Regions from separate parts of the Mus musculus genome. Here region 1 is linked to region 2. Evidence: chromatin contacts called from public HiChIP or PLAC-seq data. All regions are on one chromosome and are shown on one strand. Each heading gives the region's core, a stretch centred on a gene start, on an enhancer-like site or on the middle of the called end of the contact. The rest is flanking DNA. Distances are from core to core; before and after follow the strand shown. Region 1 holds the start of Cct8l1 (chaperonin containing TCP1, subunit 8 (theta)-like 1). Region 2 has its middle 24 kb from the start of 1700096K18Rik.

Region 1 (4,943 bases), core at 831-3,330, 38 kb before region 2:
AGGGGCCAGTCCTGTAGATCCAAAGTTGTAGGATCTCCATGACACAGGACAGCAAGAGAATATTCTAGAGGAATCCCAGTGACAATCCAGTACTGACAGTGTAGCAGAAGCCAGAGGCCTTGAACCAGACAAATGACTTACTGCAATGAACATTTGCAAGTAAAGATGCATGGACAAAGGGCTATACTATGTGACAGACTACAACACACTACAACTTCCATGATTGTTTGTTTGTTTGTTTGTTTTTCTTTTGCAGATCAGGTAGCAAGGGCTGAGGATGGAGTTGCAGGGACAGGGAGATGAGTGGGATTGGAAATGTCTGATGTGAAATTCATATTTTGTGGATTTCTTTTGTGTTTTTTATGTGGTGGCAGTGGTGGCACTCACCTTTAATCCCAGCACTCCATTGGCACAGACAGGTGGATCTCTGTGAGTTCGAGGCCAGCCCGGTCTACAGATTAAATTCCAGAACAGCTAGCCAGGGTTATACAGAGAAACTCTGTCTCAAAAACATAATTAAAATTTTTTTAGGGCTGGAGAGATGGCTCAGTGGTTAAGAACACTGACTGCTCTTCTGAAGGTCCTGAGTTCAAATCCCAGCAACCACATGGTGGCTCACAACCATCCATAAGGAGATCTGATTCCCTCTTCTGGTGTCTGAAGACTGCTACAGTGTACTTAGATATAATAATAAATAAATCTTTTAAAAAAATTTAAGCTCTCTCTACACCCAGCTATAAAAAGTTTTTTAAAAGATGTGGGCCACCATCCTCAGCTTCTTTAAAAGTGGTTTGTTTGTACCAGGCGTGGTGGCGCACGCCTTTAATCCCAGCACTCCGGAGGCAGAGGCAGGCAGATTTCTGAGTTCAAGGCCAGCCTGGTCTACAGAGTGAGTTCCAGGACGGCCAGGGCTATACAGAGAAACCCTCCTCCCAAAAAATTGTTTGTTTGTTTGTTTGTTTGTAATCGTGAGTATTGAAGTGTGGGTATATGCAAAAGAGCACAGGTGCTTACGGAAGCCGGAGGTGTCCTGGAGCTTGAGCTATCAGTAGTTGTAAGCTGCCAGTGTGAAGACTAGGGTTGGATTTAGCGTTTTCTGTGTTTTGTTTTGTAAGATAGAGCCTTGCTGTGTAGCCCCGGCGGACTGGAACCTAAGACAATCTTTGAGCATTTTCCCGCCAGGGCAGGGAATAGAGGTGTGCACTTCATTCTGCCATGCTGTTTTGTTTGCTGTTTTATTTTGTTTTGTTGGTGGGGACAGGGTCTCACTGCCAGCTCTGGCTAGCCTGGAACTCCTATGCAGCTATCAGGCTGCCCCTAGACTTGTGGCAATTCTCTTGTCCTTGCCTCTGGGGACTGAATTTAGGTCTGTCAGGCTTGGTCTGTGTTTGGGGAGTATTTTGTTGGTCTTTCTGTTTCCTTTGCCTTTTGGGATGGACATTCTCAGTCTATAGCCCAGGCTGGCATGGAGTTTGTGATGGTCCCACAGTCTCCAGGGACTGGGATCACAAGGATAAACCACACAGCCAATTGTGTCTTGTTTTATTGTTAGTTCTGGACTTTCTTTGTTTTGGGTTTTGGTTTGATTTTTGATTTTTCAAGACAGGATTTCTCTGTGTGACAGCCCTGGCTATAGATCAGGCTGTCCTTGAACTCACAGAAATCTGCCAGCCTCTGTCTCCTAAATGCTGGGATTAAAGGCAAGTGCCACCACCACCCAGTACACCACCCAAATCACCAAACACCATGGCATTTCTGGTACTATAGCTCTATAATACAATTTGAGTTGGGGCATGGTGATAACCTCCAGCAGGTTACTTCTGTTTTGTTTGTTTGTTTGTTTTTGTTTTTGCTTTTGTTCTTTTGGTGCTACATAGGACACTCCCAACGTCAGTTCCCTCAAAACACCAAAGACAGTCTTCGTTGGGAACTAGAAGTGTTTCTGAATTTTCAACAGTAAAGTTATTTTGGTTTGTTGGGTTTCATTCCTGCTATCAGGGTCCCTCTGTGACTTCATTCCCTATCTCTGGTTCCATTTGTTACTTTGTGACTTCATCAGAGGGACAGTTTAGCTCCTGTGGGTCAAGTCCCAGGGGCCTCGCTTGTTCAGACTCAGTTTTGGAGATGGGTCTGGAACTGAACTCTCTGCGCTTCATCCTTGGGCGCAAAGTGGAGGCCCACTTCCGGTTGGCTTCTGCAGGTAGCAAGTGATGTGCATTTGACTTCTGGAGCAGCATCAAAGACAGATGCCAAGGTGTGCCTACTGCCATTTCCAGAGTGCTTCTAACGGTTAGTCTAACCCATGGCGGTCTCCCCACCCTCCCGGGCCACACAAACCAAAGTTCAATCAGACCTAGAACTTCCCCAGCGGCTGAAGCCAGGCCTAGAGAAAACCCCTGAATCTCAAGGAGAAGAGCCATCATACATACTGAGGGCCACAGCTGCAGCTCAGACCCTAGCCAGTATCATCCGGTCTTGTTATGGTCCCTTTGGCCGGCAGAAGTTTCTGGTGACTGCCAAGGGAGAAACAGTTTGTACAGGTCATGCCGCTGCCATCCTCAAGGCTCTGGACCTGGAGCACCCAGCTGCCCAGTTTGTTCAAGAATTAGCCCAAACCCAGGTAGAGAACGCTGGGGATGGCACGGTCTTTGTTGTTCTACTGACAGAAGCCTTGCTGGAGCAGGCCCATTACCTTCTGTGGGCTGGCCTAACTCCAACCCAGCTCCGGGAGGCCTTTGCCACAGCCACAGCAGAAGTTCTGACCGCTCTGCCTTCCCTGGCCATCCGCTCTCTAGGGCCTTTGGAAGATCCTTCCTGGGCCCTCTATTCTGTGATAAGTACTCACACCCTGTCCAACTCAGATTATTTAACCAAGCTTGTAGCTCAAGCGTGCTGGGTTAGCAGGGAGCCAAATGGCAGCTTCAAGCCTGAGAGTATTGTCGTGTGCGTACTTCAGGGTGGGAAACTGACTGATTCCCGAATTTTTCCTGGAGTAGCAATAGCGGGGAAGCTGTGTGGACAAAAGACTGAGGTCCTTGGTGATGCTAGGGTGGCCCTGTTCAATTGCCCCTTTGGTCCTACAAATCCATTTACACTGGCCACACCACGTCTCTCCAACCCGGAAGAACTACTAAGATTTCGGAAACAAACTGAACAAGTGGAAAAGGAAATAGCCCAACTAGCCATTATGGACATTAACGTGGCAGTGGTCTTGGGGGAAGTTAATGAGAAATCGGTGGACCAGGCTAACTACTGTGGCATCATGGTGATTCAAGCCAAGTCCCGAAAGGAGATTGTCTACCTGAGTGAGAAGCTGGGCACTCCTCTGCTCGGCCGGGTCCTTCCTCCCCTGGAGCCAGGGAAGTGCCACAAGGTTTACAGGAAGGAATTTGGAGATACTGCGGTGGTAATGTTTGAATGGGAACATGAGATTGCACCTTTTCTCTCAGTGGTCCTTAGGGGACCCACCATCCAGGGACTTCGGGTTGCAGAGCAGGCTGTCTACTATGGCATTGATGCATTTTCTCAGCTGTGTCAAGATCCCAGACTACTGCCAGGAGCAGGTGCCACAGAGATGGCTCTGGCAAAAATGCTGGTAGACAAAGGAAGCCGACTGTCTGGCCCCAACGGTCTGGCCTTCCAAGCATTTGCTCAAGCCCTGAGTTCTCTGCCTAAAACCCTGGCAGAGAATGCAGGCTTAGCTGCCCAAAGCGTGATGGCAGAATTGAGTGGATTTCACCAAGCTGGGAACTTCTTCGTTGGAGTGGGAACAGACGGCTTAGTAAATGTGACTCATGAAGGTATATGGGACATACTGAGGACCAAAGCCCAAGGGTTACAAGCAGTTGCTGAGCTGGTGCAGCAGCTGGTGACTGTGGACCAAATTATAGTGGCCAGAAAGACTCCTTTGTACAGACAGATCACAGACCCCACCTTGAATGCAAAGGTATCCTCACCCCTGAGAGCAAAATTCTTTGGAAAATATGTATAGCGGCACACTAAATAAAGAATGGTCAGGATTGCAAAGTGACCTCCAAAATACAGATGTTTTCCTTTTCTGTCCCTCATGTCTGGGGCTTCTAAAGCCCCTTCTTTCCTTCCTTCCTTCCTTCCTTCCTTCCTTCCTTCCTTCCTTTGGGTTTTGTTTTTGTTTTTGGGTTTTGGATTGATTTGGGGAATTTGGTTTGTTGTTGTTTTATTTTGTTTGATGATAATAGCCCTGGCTATTCTGAAACTGGCTTTGTAGACCAGGTTGGCCTAGAACTCTCAGATCTGCCTGCCTCTGCCTCCTAGAATGCTGGGATTAAAGGTGTGCACTACTACACCTTCTAAAAGGTGTGTGTGTGTGTGTGTGTCTGTCTGTCTGTCTGTCTGTCTGTCTGTCTGTGTCTGTCTGTGTCTATGTGTGTCTGTGTGTGTGTGTTGCTGTGTGGGTATGGGTGAGTGCATGTGTGTGCAGGAGGGACTCACTGGGGTCAGAAGAACGTGTTCTATCCCCTGGAGCTGGAGTTGCAGTTAGTTGTGAAGGGCATGTGAGTGCTGGGAATGGGACCCAGGTCGTCTGGAAGAGCAGCCGTGCTCTTAACCACAGAGCTGTCTCTCGATCTCAGCACATGAAGTCAGGCTGCAGAACAACAAAGATGAAGATCTGTACTTCCAGCAACTGGGAGATGAGTAGAGAAGTCAGAGCAGTTCGGTGTGAGACTCAGCTACATAGTCAGTTTGGGCTATGTAAATAAGATCTGTTTCAAACACGAAACAAAATAACCTATCTCTCCAGTGTTAGAGAAAGGAAGAGCACAAGTTCAAGGTCACCTTCAGCTACTCATTGAGAACAGATATGACCTTGACTCAAAGAAAGAAGACCGGAGAGGGAGAGATTCTTTTTAGTAACTTATCTTCATTCCAAGTCTTGACTTTTCTGTTAGCAGTTTCTCTCCATC
Region 2 (4,832 bases), core at 1,197-3,696:
TCATGTCCTCTGTAATAGCAGTGTTAAACCACTAAGCCTTCATATCTTGCTTTCTAAATCAAAGCAATTCATCCATTGTTAGCCATTGTGTTCTAAGCTCTTTGCTCAGTTTTAACTTATGACTGAACTTAGTTATTTTTTTCCAACAACTAATTGTCCACTATAGTCATTACACTATGTAGACCAGGAAGCCGAGACTCAGGGGCTCTTGACATTTGCTGACAGCAGCCCTTCCCAGAGCTGGCCAGTTTATCCCACTATCTTGATGCCTCTTCTTAGGTAAAACAAATGACTCACACTGGAGGTCTCCAGACCAAACTGCTCCAAAGCACCCACTCAGAACTCTGGCTCAGCCTCCCCTGTCCAAGACAGAAGCTGGGATAATTGCATAAGAAATGCTTTCATTAAGCTACAGCCACAAGGACTTAAAGAGTACATGGTAAACCCTGTGACAGACAAGTGGGTCTTATTGTCACTTGCAGATGTGAATCTGGAGTCAGGAATATCAGCAAGCTCAAAAGCACTCTGCTTCCTGTATCCATTTTCCCTTTCCTCCCTGCCTTCCTACTGCTCATGTCTAATCCCCTTTTAAAATGGATTTTGTAGCTGGTCAGGCAAAACTGAAAATATTATAGATACTTGAGCCTATTACAATGATTACCCAAACAAATGGGAATTCCCCCATAATCTCATGATGCTGGGGGAAGGAAAGGATGCCAGTGGTGTGTGTTTGCGTATGTGTGTGTGTGTGTGTGTGTGTGAGTGTGTGTGATATGAGTGTGTGTGAGTGTGTATGAGTGTGTATATGTGTGTGAGTGTATGTGTGTATGAGTATGTGTGTGAGTATGTGCTTGTGAGTGTATGTGTGTGAGTGTGTGTGAGTGTATGTGAGTGTGTATGTGTGAATGTGTGTATGTGTGTGAGTGTGTGTGAGTGTATGAGTGTGTGTGAGTGTGTGTGTGAATATGAGTGTGTATGAGTGTGTAAGTGTGTGTGTGTATGTGTGAGAGAGAGAGAGAGAGAGAGAGAGAGTGTGTGTGTGTGTGTGTGTGTGTGTGTGTGTGTGTGTAGGGGGCACTTGTCTCCTTAAAAGAGATTTCATACAGACCTAACAACCATCTCACAGGATGAGGCTGGACCCAGATACAATGATAAGCAAGACTAGTCCCCATAAACACATATGTTTGAATATCTGGTCCCTAGTTAGTAGAACTATTTGGGAAAGATGAAAAGGTGTGGCCTCGTTGGAGGAGGTGTGTTGTTGGGGGTGGGCTTTGAGGTTTCAAAAGCCCATGGTATTCCCCGTTCTCTCTCTGTCTCTGCCTCCTGCTTGTGGATCAAACGCAAGCTCTCAGTAACTGCTCTAGCACCTTGCTGTCTCTTTGCCACCTTGCTTTCCTGTCATGATGGTCATGACTCTGGAAACAGAAGACCCAAAGTAAATGAATTAAAATAAATTGCCTTGGTCATGGTGTCTCTTCAAGACAAATAGAAAATAACTAAGAAGATAACTGTAGTCAGTGGCGGGCAGGACTAAGCCCTGGCCAGGATTTCTTAAACGTGCATATTGATCTAATTTCAGGGTCAAAGAAGAAAGGGACTTTGCTAGATCTTTTTGCTCCTCTTCCCAAGGTAATAACAAAGAATAGATTTCCTTTTCTGTTTTCTCTATCTATCTATCTGTCTGTCTGTCTGTCTATCTATCTATCTATCTATCTATCTATCTATCGTTTCATTTTGTTTTCGAGACTATGGTGGTTTGAATGAAAATGATCCCCATAGGACTATACAGATTGGTACTATGCCTTGTTGAAGGAAGTGTGGCCTTGTTGGAGGAAGTGTGTCACTATAGGTGAGTTTTGAGATCTCAGACATTCAAGCCAGGCCTAGTTGGCTCATTCTCTCTCTCTCTTGTACCTGTTGATTCAGATGTAGAACTCTTGGCTCCTTCTCCAGCACCATGTTTGCCTGTGTACCATCATGCTTCTTGCCATTATGATAATGGACTAATCTTGTGAACTTGTAAGACAGCTCTAATTAAATGCTATCCTTATGAGAGTTGCCTTGGTCATGGTGTCTCTTTACAGCACTATAAACCTAAACTAAGAGAGTCTCACTGTGTAGCCTGGGCTACATTGGTACTCACTATGTAGACCAGGCTGGCCCTGAATTCACAGAGATCTGCCTGACTCTACTTTCTGAGAGTCGGAATTAAAGGTGTGTGGCACCACACCTGCTTGCTCTCTGTTAGATCCTGCTATTTAATCAGCCTGATCTGGGGAGCCCAACCTCTACAGTTTCTACCTGAGGAATGTCACAAACTGTCACTTGGCAAAATTAAAGATTCAGCTTCCTCTCTCCAGGTAAGATCTTGGAACTCCTGGAGTGCCTCTCTATGCAAATGAGGCATTCCCAGTACCTTAAGCTCCAGCCAATGATTTATGTTTACCCTGAAAACCCCTTCCCACTCTCCAAGGTTCACATATAGCCCTTGTTTAGCCCAAATAAAGTGTGTGTGTGCACAGGCTGTTTGTTTCCACTGAATATCATGTAAGAGAGCATTTTCATTGAACACCACTATAAAAGCTTTAACACTGAAATCCCCAGAGAAGGCCTTCTCCTCCATCTCTTCTGTTAGAAAAAAATCTATCCAGAGAATCACTCTCCAAAGATTTCCAGACAGCTAGACTCCTGTTACAAAAATTTCTTAAAAGGATCTGCTCTGCTATCTCTCTCTCCTAGCTCATCCCATGTTGACCAACTCAGTCATTCATTCTTGACCATCCCACAGATCAGCATTCCATGACCTTAGCCCTTTGACTCTTTGGAAGAAACAGCAAACACATTGTTTTTTTAATTTTGCAAAAGAACTCAGAGATTAGTCTGCCTTTGTTAAGCATAGACAATTAGCTGGGTGGAACCAGGCCCTGAAATTACCATTCCTACCTAGTCTGGGCCTGAACCTAAACTCCCTCTGTCTCAGGCTGACCTTGAACTCAAGAATCGACCTGCCTGTAGGCATAAACAAAAAACTTAGCTGGGGATCTAGGCTTTTGACAACCACTCCCCAAATCTCTTTATCTTGATCCTTACTATCTTTCTGACACACTGGCTTATAGTGCAGCTGCCTCTGTTCTTTTAGATCTGCGAAGCTGTTTATACAATTCATGTTGCATCCTGAACTCACCAGGCTGGCCTTGAACTCAGCAATCTGCCTGCCTCTGCCTCCCAAGTGCTGGGATTAAAGGCGTGCGCCACCACCCCCGGCTTACGTTGCATCCTTATATTTTGCATAGTTGAGAATTACATATTTTTGATTTCATATTTTCAGAGTTCTTTCCTACAACCTGAGGACTGTTCTAAAGGTCTCAGTATTTGCCATTTTGCTGAGACACAGACACACACACACCCTTGCCTCCCAGACTCATGCTGCTTCTAATTATCAAGGTGTCATTAACCTTGGTGATGAGAATATTCCCCAAAGGAGGAACATGAAGTAAAAAAAATAAAAAAATAAAAAATTATACAACCAAGCCTCATGCCCACAGCAACCATTGTGAGGCTCATACCCTGCTGGTTCTTTTCAGGGGCTAGAACCATGTCACAATGTCCCTGCCATGGCCAAGGAGGGCTCAAAATTTTCTGAGAGCACAAAGAAGTCATGGTCCAGAAATAGACTTTGTGTAGGCAGCTGGACTTGGTGATGTGTACGAATTACCCAGGTGCTACTGGTTTTGAAGGCATGAAAGGATCACGGAGAGCAGCTGAGGCTTGGCACTGGGACAGGCTAGGAAATGACATTGGTGAAAGTGCAGCCTCAGTTGCAATAAAAGGCCCAGGACTCAAGGGGTCAGGCAAAGAAGTTGAGGCTTGGCACCATGGAGACAGCATATGAAAGGCTTTTGGTGAAAGTGGAGCTCAGTTGCAGCTGAAGACTCCAGCATATTCGGGACGCTGGTACCATGAGATGACCGCTAAGAATTGAAGCAACAGTGGAATGGAGTCAGCCAGAGCCTAGAGTGCTACAGAGGGCAGAGCTGGAGAAGTGACCCAAGACCTTTGGGGGAGCACAGAAGATCATGTGTGGATCCTAGACACTGGAACAAGAACCTGTGAAGTTAAGTTGCCTTGGAGACCCTGAGATATTAGAGATGCCAGCGTCGTGGGATACCTGCTGAGGAAAGCTACTAACACGGAGTAGAAACAACAAATGTGAAAGGAGATGCTATCCAGACAGAGATGCCGCGTTTGGAGGTTGTCTGGCTGGGTTTGGTCCTGCTTAGGTCCAGTATTTTCTCACCATGATATTTTGGTAGTATATATTCCGTTATGTTTGAAATATGTGATATGCTTTTTTATTTTGATTTTATAGGCATTACAGTTAAGAGACTGCATGAATCTAAGAAGAGACTTTGAACTTTTATTTTTTTCCCTTTTTTAAAAATTGGGTATCTTCTTTGTTTACATTTCAAATGTTATCCCCTCTCCCGGTCCCCTCCCCCTCCCGGAAACCCCCTATCCCATGCCTCCTCTATCTACCGGCTTCTATGAGGGTGTTCCTCCACCCACCCACTCCCCCTTCCTGCCCTTGCATTCCTTACACTGGAGCATGGAGCCTGCACAGGACCAAGGGCCTCTTCTCCCACTGATGCCCGACAAGGCCATCCTCTGCCACATATGTGGCTGGGGCCCTCTGTGTGTACTCTTCGGTTGGTGGTTTAGTCTCTGGGAACTCTGGGGGGTCTGGATGGTTTATATTGTTGTTCTTCCTATGGGGCTGCAAACTCCTTCAGCCCCTTCAGTCCTTTCTCTAACTCCTCCATTGGGAGGAG

What was found. HiChIP or PLAC-seq counts read pairs in DNA pulled down with a chosen protein or histone mark.
Region 1: an H3K27ac HiChIP or PLAC-seq map of embryonic stem cells shows a contact between it and region 2, with 17 read pairs. The contact joins the promoter of Cct8l1 here to the enhancer-like site in region 2. A contact is called at or near these places in 1 of 39 promoter capture datasets (macrophages), 2 of 484 Hi-C or Micro-C datasets (brown adipocytes and embryonic stem cells), 11 of 115 datasets of contacts at active chromatin or transcription factors (bone marrow-derived macrophages, embryonic stem cells and neural tube) and 4 of 9 other capture datasets (adipose tissue, embryonic stem cells, liver and 1 more).

What each region holds. Positions count from the first base shown.
Region 1 is chr5:25,513,987-25,518,929 of GRCm38.p6, forward strand. Cct8l1 (chaperonin containing TCP1, subunit 8 (theta)-like 1) reads left to right here and starts at 2,081. Exons shown (of 1, transcript NM_198621.2): 1 at 2,081-4,041. The coding sequence starts at 2,303. The coding sequence ends at 3,991.
Region 2 is chr5:25,552,010-25,556,841 of GRCm38.p6, forward strand. No RefSeq gene overlaps it. Among named protein-coding and RNA genes, the nearest start is that of 1700096K18Rik, 24 kb to the left of the region's middle. Within about 2 kb of position 2,447, at least 12 of the 459 cell types and tissues checked have an H3K27ac peak or open chromatin away from gene starts, as enhancers often do. A contact at or near this core is called in embryonic stem cells, where this site is marked.